Regions from separate parts of the Canis lupus genome. Here region 1 is linked to region 2. Evidence: chromatin contacts called from public Hi-C data. All regions are on one chromosome and are shown on one strand. Each heading gives the region's core, a stretch centred on a gene start, on an enhancer-like site or on the middle of the called end of the contact. The rest is flanking DNA. Distances are from core to core; before and after follow the strand shown. Region 1 holds the start of MRPL37 (39S ribosomal protein L37, mitochondrial). Region 2 holds the start of SSBP3 (single-stranded DNA-binding protein 3).

What was found. Hi-C and Micro-C count contacts between places; a contact is called where the count stands out from the background.
Region 1: a Hi-C map of blood shows a contact between it and region 2, with 2.0 times the contacts expected there. The contact joins the promoter of MRPL37 here to the promoter of SSBP3 in region 2. A contact is called at or near these places in 2 of 9 Hi-C or Micro-C datasets (both in blood).

Annotation. Positions count from the first base shown.
Region 1 is chr5:55,303,437-55,309,410 of UU_Cfam_GSD_1.0, forward strand. MRPL37 (39S ribosomal protein L37, mitochondrial) reads right to left here and starts at 1,809. Exons shown (of 7, transcript XM_038537450.1): 1 at 1,411-1,809. The coding sequence starts at 1,756. It overlaps CYB5RL (NADH-cytochrome b5 reductase-like), which reads left to right and starts at 1,857. Exons shown (of 9, transcript XR_005359760.1): 1 at 1,857-2,012; 2 at 4,779-5,069.
Region 2 is chr5:55,122,244-55,128,120 of UU_Cfam_GSD_1.0, forward strand. SSBP3 (single-stranded DNA-binding protein 3) reads left to right here and starts at 1,367. Exons shown (of 16, transcript XM_038537457.1): 1 at 1,367-1,523; 2 at 2,433-2,505; 3 at 2,748-2,809; 4 at 5,473-5,557. The coding sequence starts at 1,468.

The sequences.
Region 1 (5,974 bases), core at 559-3,058, 180 kb after region 2:
TTAAAAAATTGAGATTTTTATGATTCACTATGTACATGAATAATATGTAATTATTAGAGCTGCCATTTACTGAGCATCACCACCTATCCTGTGCCAGGAACTTTATCTCTAAATCTGATGGGATTTTAATGGAACTGGAGGATGAAATTCAGAGACTTTGCTTCAAGTCACATACCCTGTAAGTGATGGTGTGGAGGAAAATCTGAGTCTGTCTGCCCTAAAGCCTGGTCATGTTACCAGGGTCACTTAAGGGTGGGACGCCTGGCTTGCTCAGTTGTTAAAGCATGGGACTCTTAGTCCCAGGATTGTGAGTTCAAGCCCCGTGCTGGGTGTGGAGCCTACTTAAAATAAATTTTAAAAAAAGGGGAGGGGGACGCCAAGTCTTGTGAGGTCCATTTCAGCATTCTGATAGGGCAATGGGAATGTTTAGATACCAGAAATTCAGCTTTTGGGAATGGGTTTGAGTGGCTTCAGAGGCTGGCCAGTTGACTTACTCCCCCCCCGGCAAATCTAGGATTTATTCTTTGGTTTAGTTTCCAAATCCTGCCAGGCGTCTTCCTTTCCTAATTACTCTTTGGAAAATAACTGCTCCCACTGACCCTGAGACTGTTTTGTGTTTTCAGAACCTGCTCTACTTCCACGTGATTAAGGGACTAGGGAAGAACAGCAAGAACAGGGAGAGACTCTCAACAAACGAGCCCCTCCCTCCCGCCTCCCCGGACTCTGGAAAATAACTTCTGGTTTTACTCTAGACACAGACTGGTTTTATTCGGCTCAGGCATTTTGACCTGCTCTTAGTGAAAGGGGTGCAGAAGCAGGCCAGATGGCTTTTAGGTCCAGACCCCTTCCTGGAAACATCTCAGTTTTGACCTCTGACAAAGGAGGGGGACCTAGGAGACGGGAGACAGAGCCCTGGCTTCACTATTAACCCAGAGCACGTGTGCCCACAAACCACGTCCCTCTCTGTCACCTTCACCAATCCTGCGAGAACAGGCCAGAGGCCAGGAGATTAAGCATGCTTTAGCCTCCCTCCATCTAATTCTTCGGTGTACAGGTACGTGTCAGGGCGTTAAGAGCTGGAAGGGTCAGTGTGGCCCACCTAGTCAGAACCCCGAGCTCCCAGAAGAGGCCGGCTCCCGAAGATTCAGCCACTTGCCCCGAATCACAGAGCTGGACGGCAGGAGCCGGGTCTGTTCCCTTGGCCCCTCCAGCTCTCTAATCCTGCCTCACACGGGAGCAGCGCTTCTCATCCCACTTGGGCTCGAAACCCTCAGAGGCCGTAATCACTACCCATTTCGCAGACGGAGAAACCGAGACCCACGAAGTTTCAAGGCCACAGGGGGCTGGGGCCAGTGCTGGGCGGAGGGACGGGGCACGAGGTCCCCTCCTGCCCGTCCTATAGGGCCTCACCCTCCAGGAGGCGGCAGCGCTGGTGGAAGACGTAGCAGACCCGATCCTTGTACAGCGGCTGCTCGTGAACCGGAGTCGGGCGGCGGAACTTTGGGTGCGTCCAACCAGGGTCCCAGGGCGGGAAGACCGGCCGCGCCAGGCCGGGCATGAAGTGCATCTTCCCCGCGTAGGTGATGGGCTCCAGTCCGGGGATGTCGTACACCCTGTTCAGGGGCCGAGGCTCGGGCTTCCGCGTGGAGCGCACGCCCCACTCGTACGCCCCGCGTGCCGGGGCCCCGCAGTCCCCGAGGCCGAGCCGCGCAGGGCGAACCAGCGCCCGCCTCGCGGGCCCCGACGCCAGCGCCATGCCAACTCGGTCCCCCTCACGCCCTCTACCTGGACGCCGCCATGTTCCCGCGCGCAAGGCCTGCTGGGAGCGAAAGGGGCGGGGCGCCAAGCCTCGTTTCGTGAGTGGCAGCCACTTCAACCAATCATAATCGAGACATCCTAGCCTTGCCCCACCCCACAGGCTATTTTCATTTTAGAGACCCTCCCTTCCCCCCGCCGCCTCCCTCGGGAGGGCGGCACCTGGAGGAAGCTCGAGGGGAGGCGCAGGTGTGGAGGTGAGTGGTCTTGGGATAGGCTGGGATAGGACTAGGGGTAGAACGCCAGTACTTCCGATCCCAACGTAGGGCAACCTGGGCAGTTGAAGTTTGGGTAGGGTACTTCCCTCCGAGCCCCTAAGTTAGAGCACCTGCGCAGCGCCCGGGCCGTGGGGGGTGCGCTCCCGTCTCCTTGCCTCACCACCCGCTGCTCGCCGCTGCCCCTCCCCGAGCCTGAGATGGCTGCATCCGACTGCACGCCCCTTCCCCAGCGTCAGGAGGGAGTTAGTTTCCCCCCTTTCCTCGGGGTTTACCTGTCCGCGTCCCAGAAGCAAGGCCAGAGCTGGGAAAAATGTTCCTTTGCTCCTTGCACCAACACCTGTTTTATCAACTGCTTGCAATGTGTTCGGCCCTGTGATGGGCATTTGGTTTGCGTTGGTGAATAAAACAGCTATGGAATGTAGAGTGCATGGGTAGAAAGCAAGTAAAGTCCACGAATAAGCCGTTGCAACTGGCAAATGTGTTTTCCATTCTTTTCCCCCAGTTATTTTTTCGTTTTTAGCATTTAACACTAAAGGCCAGGTTTTCCATTTTGATCTTGTCTCATGATGTCTCTCGCGCTAGAATGTAAACCCCATGAGCGCAAGGGGTTTTGCTTCTTCACTGCTCTGTCTCCTGCACCTAGCACAATGCCTAGCACTAACAAATATATGTTAAATGAATCAATACATAATAGAAACAAATAGGGTGCATGACAGAGAAGGAGAAGGAGGAGGGTCAAGGTGGACCTCTCAGAGGAGGTGACCTTTAAGGAAAAGCCCTGAAGGATGGAGAGAGTCATCCTACCAGAGGCAACAACGTGTCAAGTCCTAGCTTAAACATAGCGCTTCTTATACTGAAGAGGTAGAGGCTAGAAGGAGGCAGGAACCAAATTTTTTTTTTTTAAGATTTTATTATTTATTCACAAGAGACAGAGAGGCAGAGACACAGGCAGAGGGAGAGGCAGGCTCCATGCAGGGAGCCCAACGTGGAACTCAATCCCGGGACTCCAGGATCACGCCCTGGGCCAAAGGCAGGCTCTAAACCGCTGAGCCACCCAGGGATCCCAGGAACCAAATATTTAAAAGTTCATGAAGGACTTGGCCAACTTCTCTGCCAATTTCCAAAATATCAAAGAAGTAGGATAATTAAGACCCAGAGAAGGTAGGTTCAAGGCAAGTACTGATAGGAATAACCCTCACACTGTCTTGCAGATTACAGTTCACAGAGCTCTCTGTTCTCTCACTTATCTTGCAAAAACTGCAAGAGTTAAAAAAAAAAAAAAGCACGAAGAGGGTTCTAGACTTCATTCACTCACAATGCATCCCTGGTCCATAGCACAAAACAAAAATGGTTTGGATTGAGATAACCTCATGTTAGGCTGCAAGTTCTATAAAGGTAGAGAGCCCATGTCCTATTTACATCTTATGTCCCAACACCTAGCATTGTGGCTGGTCTGGCTCCGAGACCTTATCTGCAAACTAAATGAGCGCTCACCATTCACTGGAGCCTTCCGTATGCCAGGCTTGTGCTTGGTGGTGGAATACAGAAAGAATAAGACACCATCCTTGCCCTCAAGCCTGCTAAACCTTCTTGAAATCATAGAGTTCATGAGCAATAGAACCAAGTTTTCTGAAACCAAGCCCTTTCTAGTATAAGAAAAAGATGTATTGCACATGCACACAGAGGGACTGCCCTTCCAAAACTAAATGATAAGAGGTTTTGGACAAGTTCTGATCAGAAGGAGACTGGGGCACCAGGCAAGAAGATTAGATTGGAGCCAGTAGGCTATTGGGGAGCTGTTAAACGTTGCTAAGCGGGAGACTGTCATGATTAGAGCTGGTGGCAGATGTGCCAATGGATGGTGTAGGGAGAGACTGGAAGCACATCCTCTGGGATCATTGGAAGCTCCAGTGTAAATGGACATGGGAAGCAGGAAAAGTAGAAAAGGCCTTAAAGGTTAGGAATTGTGGGAAGTGATTGGTAACCAAGAAACAGGACCTCCCTGTCTTTTAGGAACTATGTGATCTTGTGTACATTATTACCGCCCCCCCGCCCCAGACCCCAGTTTTCCCATTTATAAAATGACATCTCTAGTACCAGCCTCATTATAAAGATTAAATGAAATGCAGCAATTTGGTGGGTGACTTACCTTGCTGAAAGAAACTAGACACAAAAGAATACATTGGTAGGATTCTGTTTACATAAAGGCAAGAGCCCGGCAAAGCTGAACTATAGTGATTAAATTTGTACACAAAGGTGGCAAAACCAAGGAAAAGCAAGGGAATGGTTATACCAAAGGTCAGGATTATGGTTACTTTATGGGGGATGGGAGGTGATCAGGAAGGGACACATAGGAGTGGCTTCTGGGTTGCTAGCAAGGTTCTTTGTACTTGACTACATGGTAGCTACAGAAGCGTTGTTTGCTAATCTTATTTCTAAATAATTTTATAATTATTAAATTACACTTAAATATTATATTTTATCATTTGAAATATTTTTTAAATTCATTATGGTTTTCTATGTTAAGTGCTTAATTCAGCACTCAAAGTCTGGGAAGAAATCAGGAAACTTTGGTTGCCAGCTCTGATTGTTGTGTCCCGTCTGCCTGCTTCCCCTGCCAGGCAGCCGATCTCAGGGTTGATTCATCCCTGTCCCACTGCTCACACAGAGTGTGACACCTGCAGGCCTCAGAATGGGAGAAATAGAGGTGACCAGAGTGTAACCCACATGTTTTCCTTCTCTCAGGCCAACAACAGAGGGTCTGGGCCTGTGGCCTCACAGAGTCAGATCTGTTCCGGGAGGAGCACCAATTGTCCCTCCCAGGCTGCTCAAGCCCCACTGATGACGGATGAGAATGAGGAGAATGATGATGAGGGAGCCTGGCTGCAGCTTCGGCCGGTGGAGCCCTTGCCCTCTCAATGCTGTGGCAGTGGCTGCTCACCTTGTGTGTTTGACCTCTATCACCGAGAGCTGGCAAGGTGGGAGGCAGCCCGAGCCAGCAAGGACAGGAGCCTTCTGAATGGGGAGGAGCCACAGGTGAGAGAGCACTGCTCCTCAGACAAGAAGGGCCAGGGTGGCAGTGTCAGCCTGGCCTCTGCCCTGCACAGTGCACCTGTGTGGGGAAGCTTTTCCTGACTCTGCACAGCAGAGAAAAAAGAGTGTGCTTAATAGAAGCAGACAGATCCAAGTTCAAAGCGTGACCCTGAATTGGGCATGGGGTCGTTCCAGGAGTGAATGAGGTTTGGGCATTTTACAGGAGAGAGATCTGTGAGTCATGACATTCAGAGAGGACTTCCTGAAGGAGGTGCGGGTGGCTGGAATGTTAAAGGCAGTGGGCTGAGACTTAGAAGACATGAATTTGAATTCCTGCTCAGGGATGACCTTGGACACGTAAGCCACTACCACTCAGGCCTCAGTTCTCAGTTTCCCCACATGGAAAATGAGAATATTGGATTAGATCATCTTAAGTTCCCATCAATTTCTAAATTTTGCAAATCTGGATTTTTGGCAGGTTTGAAGGATGAATAGATATTTCATACATTGGAGATGCATATTCTGCATAAGGGGCACAGCTTGAACAAATAAAAACTCCCAGATAGCAAGCAGGGAAAACAGAGACAAGTTTGGCATCTGATACATCGGAGAGAAAATGAAGCTTGAGGTTTGTCCACAGGCCCGTGGAGTATCCCTCTAAAGAGACTGCATGTTATCCTGTGGCTAAAGGAGCCACAGAAGGCTTCTGAGCAGGGGCAGCTCAGTATGAAAAGCTCAGGTCTTCTTAGATCAGAGCATGAAGGGGAGGGGAGGGGAGGGGAGACTACTCTCTACTATACAGAAAACTTTCAGGCAGAGATAAATAGCCTGTTCTGGGGGGCAGCAAGAAAGGAGCTTGTGGGTGCTTGTGTGTCTGTTGTGCCTAGCTGTTGGATATTTTCCTGTTG
Region 2 (5,877 bases), core at 117-2,616:
AAATAGCTGGGTCACTCTGCCACCCCCCCCCCCATTTCCCATTGTACACCTGGGTCACTGACAATGGAAGCTTCCCCTCCCCCCAAGTCTGACTCTCATCCCCCCCCACCTCCCCAATTTAGCTCCATTTATTTGAAGTTTGCAGATTCCTGTGGCGCGCATTCCACGTTGCAGGGCGCCCAGGTGACGCCCCCGTACCCCGCCCGCAGCGGCACGGTCTCCCGTGGAGAGGCCGACGGGCTAAGTTGCCAGCGCCGGCCGACCTGAGAAATTTGGGAGCTATCACTCTTCCCTTGTCTTAGCGCAAGTCCCCCGTCCCCTCCCCCAGGCTCCCCAAAGCACGCCAAGGACCTTCTTCGCGCGGCTCCACTTTGGGGCTTTCCGAAGTATTTTAATGATGTAGTAAAGGAGCCGCCGCGCGCCTCGGCGCCGGATCGAGCCGCCCAGCTCGCAGCGTGGAGCCCCGGGCCGGGCGCTCGGGCGGCGCACTGGGCAAGAGGGAGGGCCGGGGGCGGGGCGGCGGGGGAGCGGCCGGGAGTGTGGGGAGGGGGTCGGGGTCGGAACCCGGCGCGGGGGGCGGGGGGCGGGGGAGATAAGGGCCGGGCCGGGCCGGGCCGGGCCGGGCGGGGGGAGGCGAGGGGCCGATAAGGGAGAGGGACGTGGCGGGAGGGAGCCGGCGGCGCTCCGCTGGGGGGTCCGCGCCCCCTCCCCTCCGCCGCTGCCGCAGCGCCCCCCGCCCCCTCCGGCGGCCCCCGCCGCGGCCGGGCCCGGCCCCCTCCCCCTCCCCCTCGGCACCTACGGGGAGGGGAGGCGCGCGCCCCCGCCCCCGCCCCCGCGCCCCCCCGCGCCCCCCGGCGCCCCCCGGCGCCCCCCGGCGCGGCCGCAGCAGCAGGGGCCGCGGCTCGGCGGAGGCGGCCGCAGCGGGGACTGCCTGGGCCGGGCGCTGCCGGGGCGTCCCTCCCGGGCCGCCGGGCCCGCCCCCGCGCGCCGATTGGCCGGAGCGCCCGTCCGTCGCGGGCCGCCGCCGCCCGCCCCGCTTCCTCGCCCGGGCAGCCACGTTCGGTTGCGCTCCAAGTAGACCAGCGGCAGCGGCGGCGGCAGCGGTGCCGGAGGCGCGGAGGGCGGCGCAGGCGGAGCCGGGCGGGCGGGCGGCGGGCGAGCGAGCCGGCGGGCGGCGGGCGGCGGGCGAGCGGCGGCGGCGGCGGCGGCGGCGGCGGCGGCGGCGGCGGCAGCTCGGGCCGAGCCGGCGCGGGAGGAGTTCCAGGGCGATGGGGCCGCGGCCGGGGCTGACGCTTTGACAGCTGGAAAGAGCGCGGAGCCGGCGCCGGGGGGGAGGGAGGGGAGCGCGGCGAGGAGAGCGCGAGCGGGCGAGCGAGCGAGGCCGGGGAGGGGGCCGGGAGCGAGGGGGCAGCTCGGGAGCGGCGGCGGCGGCGGCGGCGGGGCTCGGCGCCCTCTTCCCTGCAGACCATGTTTGCCAAAGGCAAAGGCTCGGCGGTGCCCTCGGACGGGCAGGCTCGGGAAAAGTAAGCCCTGTTCTCCTCCAAGTGGCGGCCGCGCCGTCGCGGGGCTGCGGGCGGCGGGCGGGCGGCGGGCGGGCGGCAGGTGGGCGGCGGGCGGCGGGCGGCGGGCGGGCGGGGGTGCTGCGCCCCGGGGCCGGCGCCGTCCGCGGGCGGCGTGGGAGGGCGCCCATTGTTGGAGGCGCCGGGGGGGTCGGGCCGCCGGGGTGGGCGAGGTCCCGGGCGCGCGAGCCCGCACTTGGCCCGGCGGGGCGGGCAGGGGAGGGGGCGCGTGGCTCCGCGGCTCCCGCAGCCCGAAGGCTCCTTTTGTCCGCCCGCGGCGTGAGGAGTGCGTGCCGGGGGCTTTGTTCGGCCGGGAGCGCTCTCCGTGCCCGCCCTCGGCCTCGGGGCGCCGCGCTGGGCAGGGACGGCGGCGCCGGCTGGGCCCGGGGCTCGGGGGACCGTCGCCGCGAGGGGGCGGGGGAGGCGGGCGGTGGGCAGGGCAGGGCAGGGCAGGGCAGGGCAGGCGCGGTGCTGCCCCCTCCAGCGCGCGCCCCGCGCCCCGCGCCCCGCGGTCCGGGACCCGGTCTCCGCGGACGCTCCCCGGGCCGGGGCACACGGTGGCAGCCGGCGGGGTCGGCGGGGTCGGCGGGCTCGCGAGCTGGAGGCACCCGGCTGCGCTCGGCCCCGGTGCCGGCTGGAAGTTCAAGTTTGGGGGGCCGCTCTCTGCAGCCCTCGCGGCTCGGGGCGGCGCGTCCTCCGGTGCGCACCCCCGCCCCGGGGCGCCGACAGGCCGGCCGCCCTCCCTCCCTCCCGGCCCGGGCCCCTGGGGCAGGCAGCGCGGACGCGGCTAGGAGCCGGCTGGCGAGGTCCAGGGCGAGCGCCCCGGGCGACCTGACGCCTTCCCCCTTTCTGTGCCCCCTGCCCACCTTCCAGGTTAGCTTTATACGTCTACGAATATTTACTGCACGTAGGAGCACAGAAATCTGCACAGACCTTCTTGTCGGAGGTGAGTGCGACTGCCCCCCCACCCCATCATCCAATTTCTTGACACCCCCTCTTCCCCACTATTCTTAGAGCCTTTGTTTTCAGGAGCAGCCACTGTGGCCACCATTTTGAATTTTTATCACCTTTTGGCATTTATTGTTAGTTGGTCCTCACAGCCTTTTGGCTAATACCCCCCCCCCCCCAAGCCCCCAGCCCGCCCGTCCTCTCTGCCCCTCTAAGCGGTGTCTGCTCTCTGCTTTCCAGATTCGATGGGAAAAAAACATCACATTGGGAGAACCGCCTGGGTTTTTGCACTCGTGGTGGTGGTAAGTTTCTGTGGTAGTTTGTTTGGTTTTGTTCTGAGACCTGGGTCCCGGGTGAACAAAGACAGGAGGCCTGGAGCAGACCCCCCGTGTCTTAGCTCTCAGGCTTGGCACAGACCGGGGCACCTCTGGGCGCTCTGACCGGGGCTGGTGAAGGAGCAAAAGAAGACGGGAGGCTGGTGCCTAAAGTTTTTGCCTTCTCTTTGCCCTCCTCTTGAGAAACCTACTAAACCGTGTTTAGTGTTTACAAAGAAACTCCTCTACTTTTCTGTCTCTCTCTCTGGGGCACCAGGCAGGGGCTTGAGAAAACCTGGAAGGATTTTTTTTTTTTTTTTTTTTTTTGGTCAATTCTGCATGCTGCTTTAATTAGGGGGAGTTGGAGTGGGGGTGGGGTGGGGGGGATAGGATACCAGGTCTGTTTTACAACTGGCCTGTCCCTTCCTTTTTCTTCTGTGAGCTCAAACCTGGAGAGAGCAAAGCCGCTGGGGCCTTTCCCAGGCACCCTGAGGAAAAGCAAGAAGGGGCTGCCACTTCCTTTAGATACTGATTCAGACTGACTGGATCTTCCTCTCCTCTGTGGGCCCTCCTCCCCAGCCCCCTCCCCCCCAAGCATCCCTAAAACCACAAAGTTTCATTTTACTGAGAACCTTAACTGCTTGCTGTTGACCTGAAGGGAGTGCTTGTAGTTGGTAGTTCCTGGCTCTCTCTTATTTGTGGCAGGTAAGGAGGGAGGCTGAGGGTCAGCAGGAGTGAGTCGCTGTGAGCGTAAGACCTGGATGTTTTGCGGGACCGATTGGTGGAGTCTTTGACATCCTTTTGAAAGGGACAAGAAAGCAGAATGGCCTTTGATATTTTGGTGGAGTTCGGAAGGATCAGAGTGCCGAGTCTTGGGATCTTAGAGCGTTTACCTGACCACCGGTTCACGTTACTGTTCAAGTCTCTTTGAAATGCGGGGGGATGAAGTATCTGTTCAAACTCGCACAGAGAAAATGAGTTTTTAATTACTTCTGCCAACCTCAGAACTGCGGTGTTGTGGCCTCAGGATTCTACCTGTAGGAGCGGGGGATAGGTTTTCTGTGGGGGTGGTTTGCAGAGGTGGGTGTGCCCGACCGTCATGGTATTTTGCAGAATCTTGGGCTTTTGCGGAATCTTGGGCTTCGGAGTAAAAGTTCCTGAGAAGGGGTTGGGGAGTTGGTAGCGTTAGAAATCTTTAGTGTGCGGAGGAGTTAATCAAATATGTGCAGCTTCAAGGGGCAGAAAGGAATGTTTTTTAGCCTCCCTCTGCAGCTGCTGGAAGCCCCCGATTTTCTTGTTCTATCCGTTCTATCAACCCACCCCCTCCCCCCAGGTCTTCTCATGCATTGTCTCAGCTCCCCCTGAAAGAGAGGAGTCTGTTGTGCTGGACTTGAGCAGTGGTGGCTCTGAGTGGCTGTGTCTGTTGTCTTGTTGGTTAGAAGTTACTTTGTGCCACCCTGAGCAAATGACAGCTGAGGCTCTCCAGGTGGGAGGAAGGGGTGGCACTGATTCAGAGCCCATCAGGCCATGGAATTCAGACACCTTGAGTGAGATGGCTTGTCTGATGACTCGCAGAACTAGCTTGTTTGTGATGGGGACAGGAGCACTAGACCAGGCGTCAGACTTCTGCTCTGGTGCCCATTTCCTTCAAGTGGGTTTCCGGCCCTGGGCCTTAGGCTCCTGACCTGGTGAGGGTTTCTACCCTGTATTAATACCAGTGACTACCCCATGTTTGTGTAAGGTGTTACTGGCTCACAGATGGCTTGTACGTCTGTTCTTGTGTAATACAAAGTGTTAGAGTGACTGCACCAAATTTTGGAGGGGGATGAGGCAGAGATATCTAGGCTCTCCTAGAGCAGAGATATCTACTCTCTCCTTCCCCCACTTGCAGGATTGGTGGACAGGTGCCTCTGTGAGGAAGGCTATTTCAACAAGAAAGGACAAGATACTTGGTTGTCTATAACTTCTCCTTTGGCTAATTGATATGCATTCTTTGAGTGGGTGGGGGGGATGGTTCTTGCATAAGAATTCCTTGGGGGAGGGCCTGGATGGGAGTAGGGGTGAGGAGGGAGAGGTGGGGGGGTGTAGGCTCTGGGCTCTGAGATTAAGAACCTGTAGGTTTCCTTTATTGCCAGTCACCCAGATTGCTCCCTGTATGAATCATAGTCCTGACTTTGACAGTTTAACCTTTTTATGAAATGTAGCCATTTTGGGTGGGGGGGTGGGGGCTTGGTAAAAGGAGCACAGATGAAGCAGGCAGGGATTTTTATCCAGATTCCTGCCTATCCTATCTGGGCACCCATGCACAGGTTGTACCACTCTGCCCAAGCTTCAGCTGCCCCTTGCATAAAGTGGGGATAGCCGCCTGCCTTAGAGCACCATGGTCACTGCAAGCAGGGTCACGGGTGTGAGGCAGCCAGCACTCAGTAGGTGCCTGATCCATGAGAACTAACACTCTTACTACAGATGTCGGGCTTGCCAGAAGAGGTTGGTCCATTTTGTTTTCAAGCCTGAGTTTGCCCAAGGAAGACTGGAAATGTGGGATCGAGTCTTTGGGAGACCTAGTGCCTTTAGCACTGTACACTGTGCTCTTGTCGTTGGTACACAAGTGATAATTAGTAACCCGATCTTATTTTATTTTTCGATTGCAGTGTATTTTGGGACCTTTACTGTGCAGCTCCTGAAAGGCGAGACACTTGTGAACATTCGAGTGAAGCAAAAGCCTTTCATGATTACGTGAGTAACAAATTTTTAATCCTGGCAATAATTACAGGGTTGGATAGCTCTAACTTCTTTAGTACCAGAAGCAAATATACAGCCAATTGGCAATGGTCTTTGTTTTCTCCTGGCCTTTCTTCTTGTTCTGCTCACCTCCCTGCTGCCCTTGCTCCGTTCTAACTTGGTGAATGGTGTTTCATAACGTGGTAATTATGCAAAGAGTGTAGATACCTATCTGGAGGATTAAATGGTGGCGTTCAGGGCTCAGCCATGTGAGGTTGATGTCGGAGTGGACAGTTAGCTGGGAAGGGACTGAGCCTCCTTGGTGTTGGTTTAAT